Regions from separate parts of the Sus scrofa genome. Here all the other regions are linked to region 4. A link is a contact called in public HiChIP or PLAC-seq data. All regions are on one chromosome and are shown on one strand. The core of a region is the stretch at or near the end of the contact, and the rest is flanking DNA. Distances in the headings are between cores, read along the strand shown.

The links. HiChIP or PLAC-seq counts read pairs in DNA pulled down with a chosen protein or histone mark.
Region 1: an H3K27ac HiChIP or PLAC-seq map of alveolar macrophages shows a contact between it and region 4. The contact joins two enhancer-like sites. A contact is called at or near these places in 2 of 2 datasets of contacts at active chromatin or transcription factors (alveolar macrophages and skeletal muscle).
Region 2: a contact with region 4 is called in an H3K27ac HiChIP or PLAC-seq map of skeletal muscle. The contact joins two enhancer-like sites. A contact is called at or near these places in 11 of 47 Hi-C or Micro-C datasets (adipocytes, alveolar macrophages, embryonic fibroblasts and 7 more) and 2 of 2 datasets of contacts at active chromatin or transcription factors (alveolar macrophages and skeletal muscle).
Region 3: an H3K27ac HiChIP or PLAC-seq map of skeletal muscle shows a contact between it and region 4. The contact joins two enhancer-like sites. A contact is called at or near these places in 4 of 47 Hi-C or Micro-C datasets (embryonic fibroblasts, fibroblasts and heart right ventricle) and 2 of 2 datasets of contacts at active chromatin or transcription factors (alveolar macrophages and skeletal muscle).

The regions. Positions count from the first base shown.
Region 1 is chr10:27,329,254-27,332,498 of Sscrofa11.1, reverse strand. The region is part of intron 5 of C10H9orf3 (aminopeptidase O); the gene reads left to right. Among named protein-coding and RNA genes, the nearest start is that of C10H9orf3, 140 kb to the left of the region's middle. Within about 2 kb of position 1,613, at least 2 of the 83 cell types and tissues checked have an H3K27ac peak or open chromatin away from gene starts, as enhancers often do. A contact at or near this core is called in alveolar macrophages, where this site is marked.
Region 2 is chr10:27,311,016-27,313,998 of Sscrofa11.1, reverse strand. The region is part of intron 5 of C10H9orf3 (aminopeptidase O); the gene reads left to right. Among named protein-coding and RNA genes, the nearest start is that of C10H9orf3, 160 kb to the left of the region's middle. Within about 2 kb of position 1,283, at least 21 of the 83 cell types and tissues checked have an H3K27ac peak or open chromatin away from gene starts, as enhancers often do. A contact at or near this core is called in liver and skeletal muscle, where this site is marked.
Region 3 is chr10:27,368,653-27,371,908 of Sscrofa11.1, reverse strand. All of the region lies in intron 5 of C10H9orf3 (aminopeptidase O), which reads left to right. Among named protein-coding and RNA genes, the nearest start is that of C10H9orf3, 100 kb to the left of the region's middle. Within about 2 kb of position 1,523, at least 13 of the 83 cell types and tissues checked have an H3K27ac peak or open chromatin away from gene starts, as enhancers often do. A contact at or near this core is called in embryonic fibroblasts and skeletal muscle, where this site is marked.
Region 4 is chr10:27,143,442-27,146,728 of Sscrofa11.1, reverse strand. The region is part of intron 14 of C10H9orf3 (aminopeptidase O); the gene reads left to right. Among named protein-coding and RNA genes, the nearest start is that of MIR23B, 65 kb to the right of the region's middle. Within about 2 kb of position 1,463, at least 39 of the 83 cell types and tissues checked have an H3K27ac peak or open chromatin away from gene starts, as enhancers often do. A contact at or near this core is called in alveolar macrophages, embryonic fibroblasts, liver and 1 more, where this site is marked.

The DNA.
Region 1 (3,245 bases), core at 364-2,863, 190 kb before region 4:
AGAAAAAGAAATGTGATTCTGGGTGAATGCCTAATATTTGGGGCTGGGGGATGGGGCAGGTAAGAGCATAAGCAGGTATCCAAATTAGAGAGCTAATGGAGGAAGTTCCCGTTGTGGCACAGTGGTTAACGAATCCGACTAAGAACCATGAGGTTTCGGGTTCAATCCCTGGCCTTGCTCAGTGGGTTAGCGATCCGTGAGCTGTGGTGTAGGTCGCAGACACAGCTTGGATCCCGCGTTGCTATGACTCTGGTGTAGGCCAGTGGCTATAGCTCCAATTCCACCCCTAGCCTAGGAACCTCCATATGCCACAGGAGCGGCCCAAGAAATGGCAAAAAGACAAAAAAAAAAAAAAAAGAAAGAAAGCCAATGGAGAAATCTATGTGAGAGGTAACAGGAGCTTAGACAGGTTGGTAATAGTGAATGAGGTAAGAAGTGTTCAAATTCGGGATATTTTTTGAAGATCAAGTTGATGAGATTTTAGAGTGGCTTCTATACAAGACGTGAGATAAAATCAGGGACAACTTCAATCTTTAAGACCTGGAACAAAATGCTGGTGCCTTTTATTGAAACAGAAGGGGGAAAAAAACGAGGTTGTTGGAGACAATCAAGATTGGTTTTGAATTTGTTGAGTTTGAAATGCTTGAGTGGAGATGTAGCTGGAATTCAGAGGGCAGCTCATGGTTGGAGATGTAAATTTGGAGGCGTTCCCTAGGATACAGATGGTATTTAAAGTCATGGGACCAAGAAGCACATCAGGGAAGGTGGGAGAAAGAGAAGAGGTGTGAGGACTGAGGTGTGGTAGCCAAGGGTGCCAGCCATTGGAAGTGAAAGTATATGGCCTGAGAATGGACTATAGGATTTGGTCCAGTGTAGGTCGCTGATGACCTTAAAAAGAACAATGGTGATAGCATGGTGGGGGGAAAAAAAGCTTAACTCGGGTGAGTTAAGGGGAGAAGAGGAGGGGTGCCAAAAGTTGAGTTATGTAGCTCTCTAGTACAGGAAGCTCTTTGAAGGAGCCCTGCCATAAAGGAGAGCAGAGGAATAGGGAATTTGCTGGATATGGAGGTGAAGTCCAATGGGGATGTTTTAAGGACAGACTATATCAGAGCATATTTGTATGCTGATGAGAATGATCTGAATAAAAAGGGAGAAATTGATGAGAAAAGAGAGAATGAGAGGACAAGTGGTGATGGCAGGAACCATATGCATGGCTAGAAGCTAGGAGTGGAGGTCTAGAATTCGAGTGGGTCTTTGATGGGCACCCAGAAGGTTCCCCCACTGTCCAAGAAGTGGAAGTGGGTGCAGGTGGGATGGTAGCGTTGGTAGTGGAAGATTAGAGCATTCCATGTTGACTGCTTCCATTTGTCAAAGAAGCCACCGTCAAAAACAAAAACAAAAACAAAAAAACAACTATTGCCATGGACTCAGTGACATCTCTCTTTGGTGCTTTATGCTGTCTATTTCTTGTTAACACCTATCTTTTTTGAAATTGAATAGATTCTTCTCAAAGATTGAAGAAAATGAAATTCATTCAAGGAGTAATGAAGCAGAACTATGTTATTAGCTGCAGGCGAGTCGCTGGTTTCCTTAATAGGTTGAATCATTCATGGGGTGGGAGATTGAAGCCGTCGTGTGTGGTGAAAGAGGAAACAGATATGAGTGGGAGAAAATGTGAGTTATGTTGGAACCAAAACAATCTCATTAGTTACTCTTAATATCCTTAGACGTTCTGTAGGGACAGTTGATATCCTGTAACAGATGAAGAACAAGAGCCCAGGGCATTTCTGTAACTGCCCGTGGCACCCAGCAAATGATAGATCCAGAATTTAACTGGTGTCCTTGAATTTCTAGTGCTTTCTTTGGTCCCCAGAGTGAAATAAAGTGGCAGAGCTTGGCTATGAACTCCCTGCAGGATTGGGGACATATGACTTCATCTTTAACCTTCAGATCCTATCTGCCTTACATAATTTCTACAATTTAAAGGGGGAATTCTTTGGCAATTAATCCACATTCAGGCCCTTTGTGGAACAGAGCATCTGAGCAGCATGTATTTGGTTAATGAGGGCTAATGAGTAAAACATGGAGTCTGACTTCTGGAACTGCAGAGCTGCCTCCCTTTTGCAAATGTGTCACCAAGAGAATAACAATGAGACACACACACACACACACACACACACATTATTATAGTAAGCATAAACACTGAATATAAGATGCATCTGGATTTCAGCAATTTTAAAATAAGGGTAGGGGAGATAACATATCTTAGAACTGGAAATTAGTCTGCTCAGATTTTCATTTGACATTTATATATTTAAAGACAAATTTTGCTTAAGTTTAGCTTTAAGAATGTTTTACTGATAAACCTGACTCCAAAGATTAGTTTTAGGATTATATGAGCTAATGCATCTAAGGCATTTATAGCAGTTTTGAGCACATGGTAAAGGTGCAATAAATATTTGTTATAAATACTTAGCATTATTATTATCTTTCTCTTAATGTATTTTCCAGGGAGAAATAGATTTTTGAAGTATTTCCAGTTGTGATTACTTTTAGTGGGTAACATCTTTTTGCTAGCAATAAGAAGAAATGGCCCTTTAATTAAGTTATTAATATGCAAAAAAACCAGTGACCTTATTGAATGCCTAATTGAGCATGACACTGTGCTCAGTGCTAATCACAGAGAGCCCTTCTCCCCACAGAGCTGTTCCCTGCTCGTTAGCTATTTTAGCCTATGACCGAGGCCAAGGAGATGACCGCTGCCATTTATTAGGCCCTAATATATGCCAGAGTCTGTTCTTAACTCTATAGATTTAATCTTTCCAGCAACCCTCTAAGTTAGGAACTCTTAGTCTTCCTTTTTCAGAAAGAAGAAAAACTGAAGCCCACAGAACCAGTGACAGCAGATCTGAGCCCACTGCCTGACTCCAGGGTACATGCTCTTAACTACTTCTTTCTTTCTTTTTTTTTTTTTTTTTTTTCTTTTAGGGCCACACCTATGGCATATGGAAGTTCCCGGACTAGGGGTCAAGTCAGAGCTGTAGCTGCCGGCCCATGTCACGGCCACAGCAATGCAGGATCCAAGCTGAGTCTGTGACTTACACCACAGCTCACGGCAACCCCAGATCCTTAACCCACTGAGTGGGGCCAGGGCTCAGACCCGAATCCTCATGGATACTAGTTCTAAGCCATGATGGGAACTCCCCATACAGGCTATTTCTAATGCAAACTGATGCTGACCTATT
Region 2 (2,983 bases), core at 34-2,533, 170 kb before region 4:
AGAAAGAGAAAATCCTTATTGTTTAGAAAATCTTTAAATAAGAAGTCCGGGAGAACAGTTCTTGATTTTACATGTAGAGACGTTAATCAGAAGCAATAAACTGTGCGCTGACGACATGTTTAAAACAAACCAGGACTTAGGAAAAAACAGGAAATTTGACCAAACAACTCTTCCTAGTAACAGGTTCTGTGTGTCTTTGTTAAGATCATCACAGCTTGTTTTAATAATCTTTTTCGACTTCCTTTCCAAAATTTGACGTTCTATTTCTTTGCAGTTTTATATACAGCTCTCATTTACTAAGCACTTTTCACTTCAAACTGGCTTCCTGTAATAGAGGAATTGCAAATGAAAGGAATCGATAATGAAATTGTAATGCTGCATTTTAATCCCTAGGCAAATTGGTGTTATAAACTGCTAATTAAAGGAGTCTTTTGCCCGGATAGTGCTTAAACAGCCTTCAAGTCCAGCTCTTAATTGGTAACATTACCTGGCATTTTGTAGAATGAGAATACCTTTTGCTTATCATTCTTAAGCTTCTTCTTATAGTCTTAATTTTAAACTTGACCCTTTCTTGGCATCGTAATGCAAGAAACCATTCCCATTTAATCTGGGACAGCTGCATTTGTTTAGATACTATACGCTTAAGTTCTCACAGAAATTCTGACCTGAAACGGACAGATGTTTGAACTCCTATGTAAAAATCTATTCTAAACATTCTGGGCTACTGCTAGACAGGAATGCCAAACATTTCCAACCACAAATTATACTTGATAATAACCACCTTGATAGCAGAAAGCAGCAGACCCCCAGTTCCATTACATGATCTGCAGGAAGATAACAGGTCTTTGGCGTCTGAGGTTCGATTGGCTATATTCATATTCACAGCTGCTGAAGGCCAGTGCAGATGGCATCGTTGTGAAAATTAGAGACTATCAAATCATACACAGAAATTCTCTGGGCACAAAAATGTGTCCTCCCTTCTCCACGTAACTGGACCAGAGCTGAGAATGGCTGACTGTGAAGCAGGAGCACGCCAAAAAACCGAGCAGGCTGAGTACACAGAAAGCCATATGGCTCAAGGAAATGGACACTCGTTTCCTTTTAAAGTTTCTGAAATCAGCGTATTCCTGAAGAACCATTTAAATAAGCTCCCCAGCATGTTTTATTTTATGAAATGCGGGGCATGCCGGTTATGAAACGGGAACCCTGAAATGTGATACATCCATCTTAACCAGCTCAGGGTTTTATTCAATTCTTCAAGCCCTAATCCTATTAACTCTCATGCACAAAGGAAATGCAGGGCTCCGCTCTCTGATGATTCTGCCCAGGCCTCATGGCATTAGTAAGCCAAGTCTTGCATTTTACAAATGAAGCTTATTGGTTGATTAAAAATATAACAAGCATCAGTGAAGCCACTTTTCAAAAAGAATGTTTCAGATTGTTTGCTTTAAGAAAAGCCGGTAGAAGAGATCAATGGCTTCAGTTTTTAGTTTGAGGAATTTTTTTTTTTAAAGCCGTTCACTTGAATATGCAGATTTTTTTGGTGTGATGCACATTAAATTTATATGGCTTTTGAAAATCATATCTTTGGTTTTACAAATAAAGTTCATTGGTTGATTAAAAATGCAAGCAGCATCCATGTAACTAACTACTGTTCAAAAAGGATTTTTTTTTAAGACTGTTTATGTAAGGGGTTTTGAGGGGTTTGATGATTCATAATCAGTTTATGAAATGTGAAGATTTTTTTAAAAGCAACTTAAGTCAGAATTTTAATGTGAAATGCATTAACCTTATTTCTGGCTAGACGTCCTTTGGACGTAGATCTAACCCAGCAAAATACCAAGATCTGATTATGATGCTGTTGGGAGTTAATCTCATTGTAGTGAACATGAGCTAATAACTCATTAGTCCATATTATATTATATACTTTTCAGTCTGTGGCCTGCTGTTTTGATTAAATTTAGTTCCTACCATTCAGATTGGAAACAGCAAAGTCTTCCTGTTACTACCTATCAAGTTTATAAAGCCTTGCTCTGAAAGCTTGAACAACTTGAGATCACCATTACTTACACAGTTTTATCCAGTGTAAAATTCTATCTCTAGGAGTACCCATCGGGGCTTTGCAGTAACAAACCCAACTAGTATCCATGCAGGTTTGATCCCTGGCCTTGCTCAGTGGGTTAAGAATCTGCCGTTGTTGTGAGCTGTGCTGTCGGTCGCAGATTGGGCTCAGGATCTGGCAATGTTGTGACTGTGGCATAGGCCAGCATCTGTAGCTCCAATTCACCTCCTAGCATGGGCACTTCCATATGTCTCGGGTGTGGCCCTAAAAAGCAAAATAAAATAAAATAAAATACTATCTTTACTGTAAAATCAAAGGGGATATCTGCATCCATCTATTTCTGTTGAGAAATACTGGCTACTTCCAGGTGGCGAGCTATGGTCAGCACAGCCTGCCCTGTGCTGCAAGGGCCTGGAATGTCTAGCCATTTCGGTTTACATAACAGTTTCACTGGGGTGTTTGCTTTCAGATGTCACTTCAATGTCAGCCTCAGCAGTCCACACATAAGTCTGCCTGTTCCCCAGGATTGGCGAAGGAAAAGAAAGTATTTTATCCAAGGCATCCTCCCTACTTTTCATAGCCTAAATTCTTTGACTCTACATTAAAAGAATATTAGAATTTACCTCCCATTCTAAAGAATGGGTTTATTTTTCTGTCTGGTTTCCTGTTGTCTCTGACTCTTTTCCTGCCGTGGAAGGTACCTGGCCTTTTTCAGCCAGGACGGCTGAAGGTCCCCTTCCTACCACCTCGGCCAGCCCAAGGTGAGGAATGGCACTAGGTCAGCACCCCTTATCATCCTCACCAGGGCCCTTCACAGCTCTGATAGGATCCGTTCTGACTCAGAACATCAAGGAACATTCTCTTGAAGAATGAACCTCGCTTCTTAGGTACTAGTGCATCGACTTCCCTGTAGTTGGGTAA
Region 3 (3,256 bases), core at 274-2,773, 230 kb before region 4:
TATGGAAGTTCCCAGGCTAGGAGATGCCTGGGAGTGGCAGCTGCACTCTTATGCCACAGTCACAGCAACACCAGATCCGAGCTGTGTCTGCAACCCATACTGCTTGTGGCTTGAGATAACGCCAGATCTTTAAGCCACTGAGCGAGGCCAGGGATCGAACCTGTATCTTCGTGGAGACTAGTCAGGTTCTTAACCCGTGGAGCCACAACGGGAACTCCTCTGCTTTGTTTGCCATTTCCATATTTTTTTTCCTGAGAAAGTTATTTGACTCTGTTTTCCTCCTGTATTATAGAATGCCTTTCCCCGTTTGCCATGTGTTCTAGATCTTCGTTTCTCTTTCTTGAAATAGGAACTGGTTTTCATAAGGTGCACCTTCTCTGGGACTCTAGAAGCCCCTGGCTGTGGTTATTTGGTTCGTTGGGACAATATCAGGTTGTGTTGACTGTGGCAGGTAGTGCGAGAAGGTATGCATGTGCCCTGTCCTTTACAGCACAAGCATAGAATGATGCATGATGTCCCCGAGTCACTTAGAGCTGGGAAGTCAGAGACAGTAGTGCAAGGGCCTCAGCCTGGGATGGCTCTCAGAGCCTGGGGTTCAGACTTGGGCAGGACTTCTCTGTGACCCTCTCTGAGGTATATACTTTTGCTTCGAGGACCCCCTGTGGAACCACAACATCACGGAGTCTACTTAAAGGTCCAGGTTCACCATGGGCACGCTTTGAGGCCGCTACCAGGCTAATTCCTGGATCACACAAGTATGTTGGGGCGATTCTCTCTCTCTCTCTCTCTCTTGAAGAACCATAGGCCAAGTGAACTCACAGCTTTTGGCTCAGCCAGAATCTTCTCCTTACCATCAAACAGCTGTGCTGCTTGTCAGATGCAGAAGTAGCATTTTATCATCATTATGCCATGATTCCTCACCCTCCAAAAGATTACGCTTAAGTGTTTTGTTTTCTTTGAACTGTCCTGCACACGCATAGACTGGCAGCCCTGCCTTCAGAGAACACTATTGGGACCATCCTTCAAGAGAAGTTGTCAAGCCTTTGAAAGGCCTTTCTGAAGCAATCATCCCTCTACCTACATTTGTAATCGTCTCCCTCTATTGATGTCATTGCAGGCCCCTAATCTCTTCCAGGCTTGAGCCTGCGATGGCCAGTCAACCAAACCTTTCCATTTTCCATCGCAAAGAAAAGACTGTTTTTTTTTTTTTTTTTCCTCCTCTCAGTTATTTCTTTCCAGAAGCATCATAACTGAATAGAACATATACCCTTTGAGTGCAAAAGAACCATGGACTTGAATGTGCCAAGTTGTCTGAGTCGGAATATTCCCAGTCTTGTGGATTCTCACTCCTCGGACCACTATGCGGAGTGAGCAGATGCTCCTGGCTTGGACTGTGTTGTGTACGCATGTGGGCACAGAGCTGCAGATCTATTTCTTTTAAGGCTAGACTCCTTTGGGGGGAAACACCAACTTCAGAAACAGGTCTCGAGCGAGGCACGGTATATGAATAGCTCTGCTCCAGGGAACATCGCCTCTGTTGTGTAACAGCCAGTGTGTAGCTGGAACCCACTGACATCCGAGCCCCAGAGGCCTGTTTGCATAAAGTGGGTAAGAGATTGCCTTGTTGCTTTACCCCCACCAACTGCCCCCACATGTAATTGGAAGAGTATCCCAGCTACTTTTCTTAAAAAGGAGCATTAACTTTAAAAGGCCAAAGATGTGAGGAAACACTCCTTTAAAAGAGGAGTGTTTTTACTTTTTAAAAAATGGATTGCTCTGTGGGATTTGTGGGCACATTGCAAAAGCCCACCCTGACTTCACCCCGGGAGTGGGGCTTGAAGTAGGACATGTTATATTTCTTGGTTAACTAACCATGCTATTTATAGAGGTGACTCCTCAGAAAGTCTAGACCTCGTTCCAGGAAGACAGAACGCCAAATCGGCCCTCCACGTTCCCAGCCAGCCTGCTGAAAATAATCTCCTCCCCTTTTCACCCGAAAATGGAAATCTTGGAATTCCGTTTCAGGACAGCGTGAATGATAGCTGGGCTCCCCAGCCAAAACTCAGGATGCGCAAGGCCGTGGGGTGCTCCTGTGAGCCTTCGAGGCTGGTTTGCTGAGATACGGGGACCGTGGTTGGCAGAGCCTAGTTTTTGAGTTGGTGTCGTCTTGAGAGGAGACCCTGAGGCCCTGCTCCGCCAATGAGTCAAGGCGAAGTTTCTGGCTGCTATCACACATGGGCAATTTCTAAACAGCCTCTTGAAAGCTGGCAGTTTGGAAAGGGATGGATGGGCAAAGCCAGGAAGCTATTCAGCAGACTCATATCAATGGGCAGGTGTGGTGAATGCTGATGATTCTCTGGCTCCAAGGAAACGTGAGATTTTTAGCCTAAATCAGGATTTTCTACATAGGTTCCAAGACTAGTTGTGTGGAATGTTAATAATGTGGGAAAAGGAACTGTGGGTTAATTGGTTTAGGAAATGAATGGATTAAACAAAGTTGAAAGGGAGTCTTTCCTGGAGGGCTTCTAAGAAAGCCTTTAATATCCTTACTATCCTGGTTTAATGTCCTGGCGTACATGTGCCTCTCAAAGGCAGGGCTGATTATGCAACATTTCCTCAAATGTGGTACCCAGGCCCCCTCCCCTTTACAGTGCGTGTTTCATGGGGCCATTGTGGTCTCAAGAAAACCACCTCCTCAAAACGTACTTTTTTTTTTGGTCTTTTGTTTTTTTTTAGGGCCACACCCGCTGCATATGGAGCGTCCTGGGCTAGGGGTCTAATGGGAGCGGTAGCCGCCGGCCTACACCACAGCCACAGCAACGCCAGATCCGAGCTGAGTCTGCGACCTACACCACAGCTCATGGCAACACTGGACCCTTAACCAGCTGAGTGAGGCCAGGGATCGAACCCACGTCCTGATGAATACTAGTTGGGTTCATTAACTGCTGAGCCACGAGGGGAACTCTGTCAAAACACACTCTAAGACATGATTCTTGGAGAAGTATCTCGGAGTCCTTTGCAAATTGGCTGTGGAATGCAGCCTTCATTCTGTCGGTGGTGGCTGAAGACTTGCCGGGTGTCAGGCACTGCCGAGGGCCTTGCTTCATGGCTGTGAAGAAGATGGGGTCACCATTTAGTGCAGGAGGTCCCACACTTTTCTGATTATACATCAAATTTTGAAGTCACCCGTCTATATATTTAGATTTATTTATAAATTGTACACGCTTAGCACAGTTTTAATATAATAGGTATACTA
Region 4 (3,287 bases), core at 214-2,713:
GAGTCGGGAGACGGCTTGGGGGGAGCGGGGGTGCCTAGGCGCTCGCGTTGCTGCGCATGCGCGCATCCCCTGGGAAGCCGGTGCAGAACCGGGGTTGTCAGGCCGTCGGCCGAAGTCTTGTGGCCTCTGTCCCTCCAACCCTTGGTTTACATGTGAGAACGCGGAGGTCCGTGGTGCTGGCCTGAGACCAGGCGCTGCTCTCTCCAGCTGTCTGCCTGGGCAGCTCCTCAAAAGAAGCCGTAGAAGCGGAGCAGCTCTGCGTTCCTGGGGAGAAGCGTGTGTGGCTGGTCGTTGTCACGTTGTGGGGCACAGGCACCGGAGGGCGGCGGGAAAGAAGTGCCGGGAGATGCAGCGGGGCACTCCCAGTCCAGCCCTGGTGGCCTAGAACCTCGTCCAGAGTGAGTTTCCCGAGGACCCTCCCATCCTGGCTTGGGTGGGCGTGGACTGGGTCAGACCTTGAGGGCTCCGAGCGGGCAGGACTTCGTGGTGAGACAGCTGGGTGTCTGGAAGGGTGTTAGGGCCAGTGTGAAATTTTGCCTTTAGTGAACTTTACAAGGCACAGATTATCTGAAGTTTTTGTCATGTTTGTCACGGACCAAGCAGCTGTGACATGAAAATATTTTTGCTCTTTTTCATCTAACAATAGTGTGACCCGAGAACAAGGCATTTTATTTGGGAAGGCTCTAAAGGTACTTACAAATGCCTTTTCTTCAGTCTGTGCAAATATTTTTTAATGTTTGTTATCTTTTTTTTATCTAAAGTGCAAGGCTGCTTTCCATGTTTAAATGCATTCGCGCCTTGATGTATTGCACATTTAAAAGGAAGTTTTTCTGCGGTCTTGCTGAACTTGGCTGTTAGCTTACAGGCCAAATCAAACCACCTCCACCCACAAAACAGTATCGATAAATGCTGAACTTGGATCATAAAAGGTTTAGTTCCCCAGAACTCTGTGTACATTTGGCAGGGCAAAGTGAGTAGGAATATTATGGGTTGGGAAAGAAGCTGCCCGGGTTTTCTCTGCAACACAACTGGCAGATGCCGTCCCAAATGAGAAGCTGTTTCAGCCTCGTGGAGCCCCCCCCCCCCCGCTCCCAGCAGAAGGAAGGGCGCTGGAGAGAAGGCATAGATGATACTCCCGTGTTCCTAATCTCAGCGTACCTTGAGGCTTTATTAGAGATTAAGTCACTGGCTTAGTCAACAATAGCTTTACCTAATCATAGAGCACCAGATTATCACAAAACAGATCCAAACCATGCTGAATTTGCTTCCAACAAAGGATTGCTGATGTGCGTGTACAGCTCGGGTGCCCGTGCCTGCGAACACACACACTTTACCTGTTTCCCTGGCCTTTGACCTCCCAGCAGGGGAGGTTTGGGCAAGGCCGGCTTGGTGACCACCACCTTCCACCCTGGAGGAAAGAGCTGCAGCCGTTATTTCCAGAGCTGGCGCTGTTGGTGTCTGCGTCTGCCTCTGACTCATGCTCCCCAAGAACTGCCCTGTGCATAATGCAAAGTCATTGTTATCCTGAGCCATCCTAGGGAGAGGCTCAGTGGAAAAAGTGAAGGTGGAGCAGACCTGGCTCCAGAACAGAAGGTGAAAGATAATGTTTTTTGTTTAGTTTTGCTGAACTTCACATTCAATTTTGTGGGAACAGCCGTAATCCTGATGGAGTTCAAGATAAAAAAGGAGAGGAACTCTGACTTGTTGCTGCAAGACTCCTTGGCCTGGTGTTCAGATTCTTAGCCAGGAGGCCGAGAGGAGAGCGAAGTAACCATCAGCGATTGTTCAAGTTTTTGAACACGTATTTGTAGTTTCTTCGTTTTTCATTTTTTGTATCAGATCTGTTTTGCAGTCATGCCCTGCTGCAGAGAAGAGAGAGGGAGGTTTTATAAATCTGTGTGACCGTCAGTATTCTTATTACTTGTCTTTGATAACCTTGCAATAATCTGGGAGGATGAGACACATCATTTAAATACTTCTTTAAAGAAATATTGCTGTGGTATTCATGGTGGGACATTTTCCTGTGAAAAACTCTTACCAGCATATTTGAAAATACTTCCTTTTCTAGAAAGACAGTTCATTATAGTAAGTCTTAATATCAGAAATAATTCAAAATCAAAATAAACAAGAAAATGTTGTTTTAGCAATAGTTGAATTTTAACAGTAGCTTGGTAGAAAGAATTCATTCGTCAAGAGCATTTCCCCCCCGCGCAGTTTCCCCGAGACTAGTTTTCTTAGCAAGAGAAAGGTTACTCTGTTATGGATGGACGTGTCTTTTTTTCCTTTTCCCAGAACATGTGTGGTCTCTGTTCACTTCTCTCTCCGCAGAACTTTGGAGATGGCCCCAGCTAATGCCTTGTGGGTCATCGATGCTGTTAGAATCAAATCGAAGTCGTCAAGTACATTTTCTTTCTCCGATCCAATAGTCCTTCATGCTGTGGTTGAAGTCCCCTCTTCACCCCTTACTAGCTTTTTTTGTTTTTGTTTTTTTTGTCTTTTTAGGGCCGCACCCGTGGCACATGGAGGTTCCCAAGCTAAGGGTCGAATCAGAGCTGTAGCTGCCAGCCTACACCACAGCCATAGCAACACCAGATCTGAGCCATGTCTGTGACCTACACCACAGCTCATAGCAACGCTGGATCCTTAACCCACTGAGCAAGGCCAGGGATCGGACCCGCGTCCCCATGGACGCTAGTTGGGTTTGTTAACCACTGAGCCACAACAGGAACTCCCTCTTACTAGCTTTTTTATCTTTTTTTTTTTTTTTGTCTTTTTTTGCTATTTCTTGGGCCGCTCCCGCGGCATATGGAGGTTCCCAGGCTAGGGGTCCAATCGGAGCTGTAGCCTCCGGCCTACGTCAGAGCCACAGCAACATGGGATCCAAGCCGCGTCTGCAACCTACACCACAGCTCACGGCAACGCCGGATCCTTAACCCACTGAGCAAGGGCAGGGACCGAACCCGCAACCTCATGGTTCCTAGTCGGATTCGTTAACCCACTGCGCCACGACGGGAACTCCTAGCTTTTTTATCTTGAATAGATTCGTCTGTGTAAGCCTCAGTTTTTTATCTTGAATAGACTAGCCTGTATAAGCCTCAATTTCTTCATCTGTAAAATCGTTAACCGTAAAGCACTTAGCCTTAAAGAGTTGCCATTGCATCATTGCTCACCCACAGTCGTTATTAATGTTATTGGTTTGGGCTTTTTCAATACTGTTATCAGGGTTTAAAGTTACTTGTAATCCGTGGTATATTAACAAGACCGGAAGGAGCCTTAGGAAACGTAGC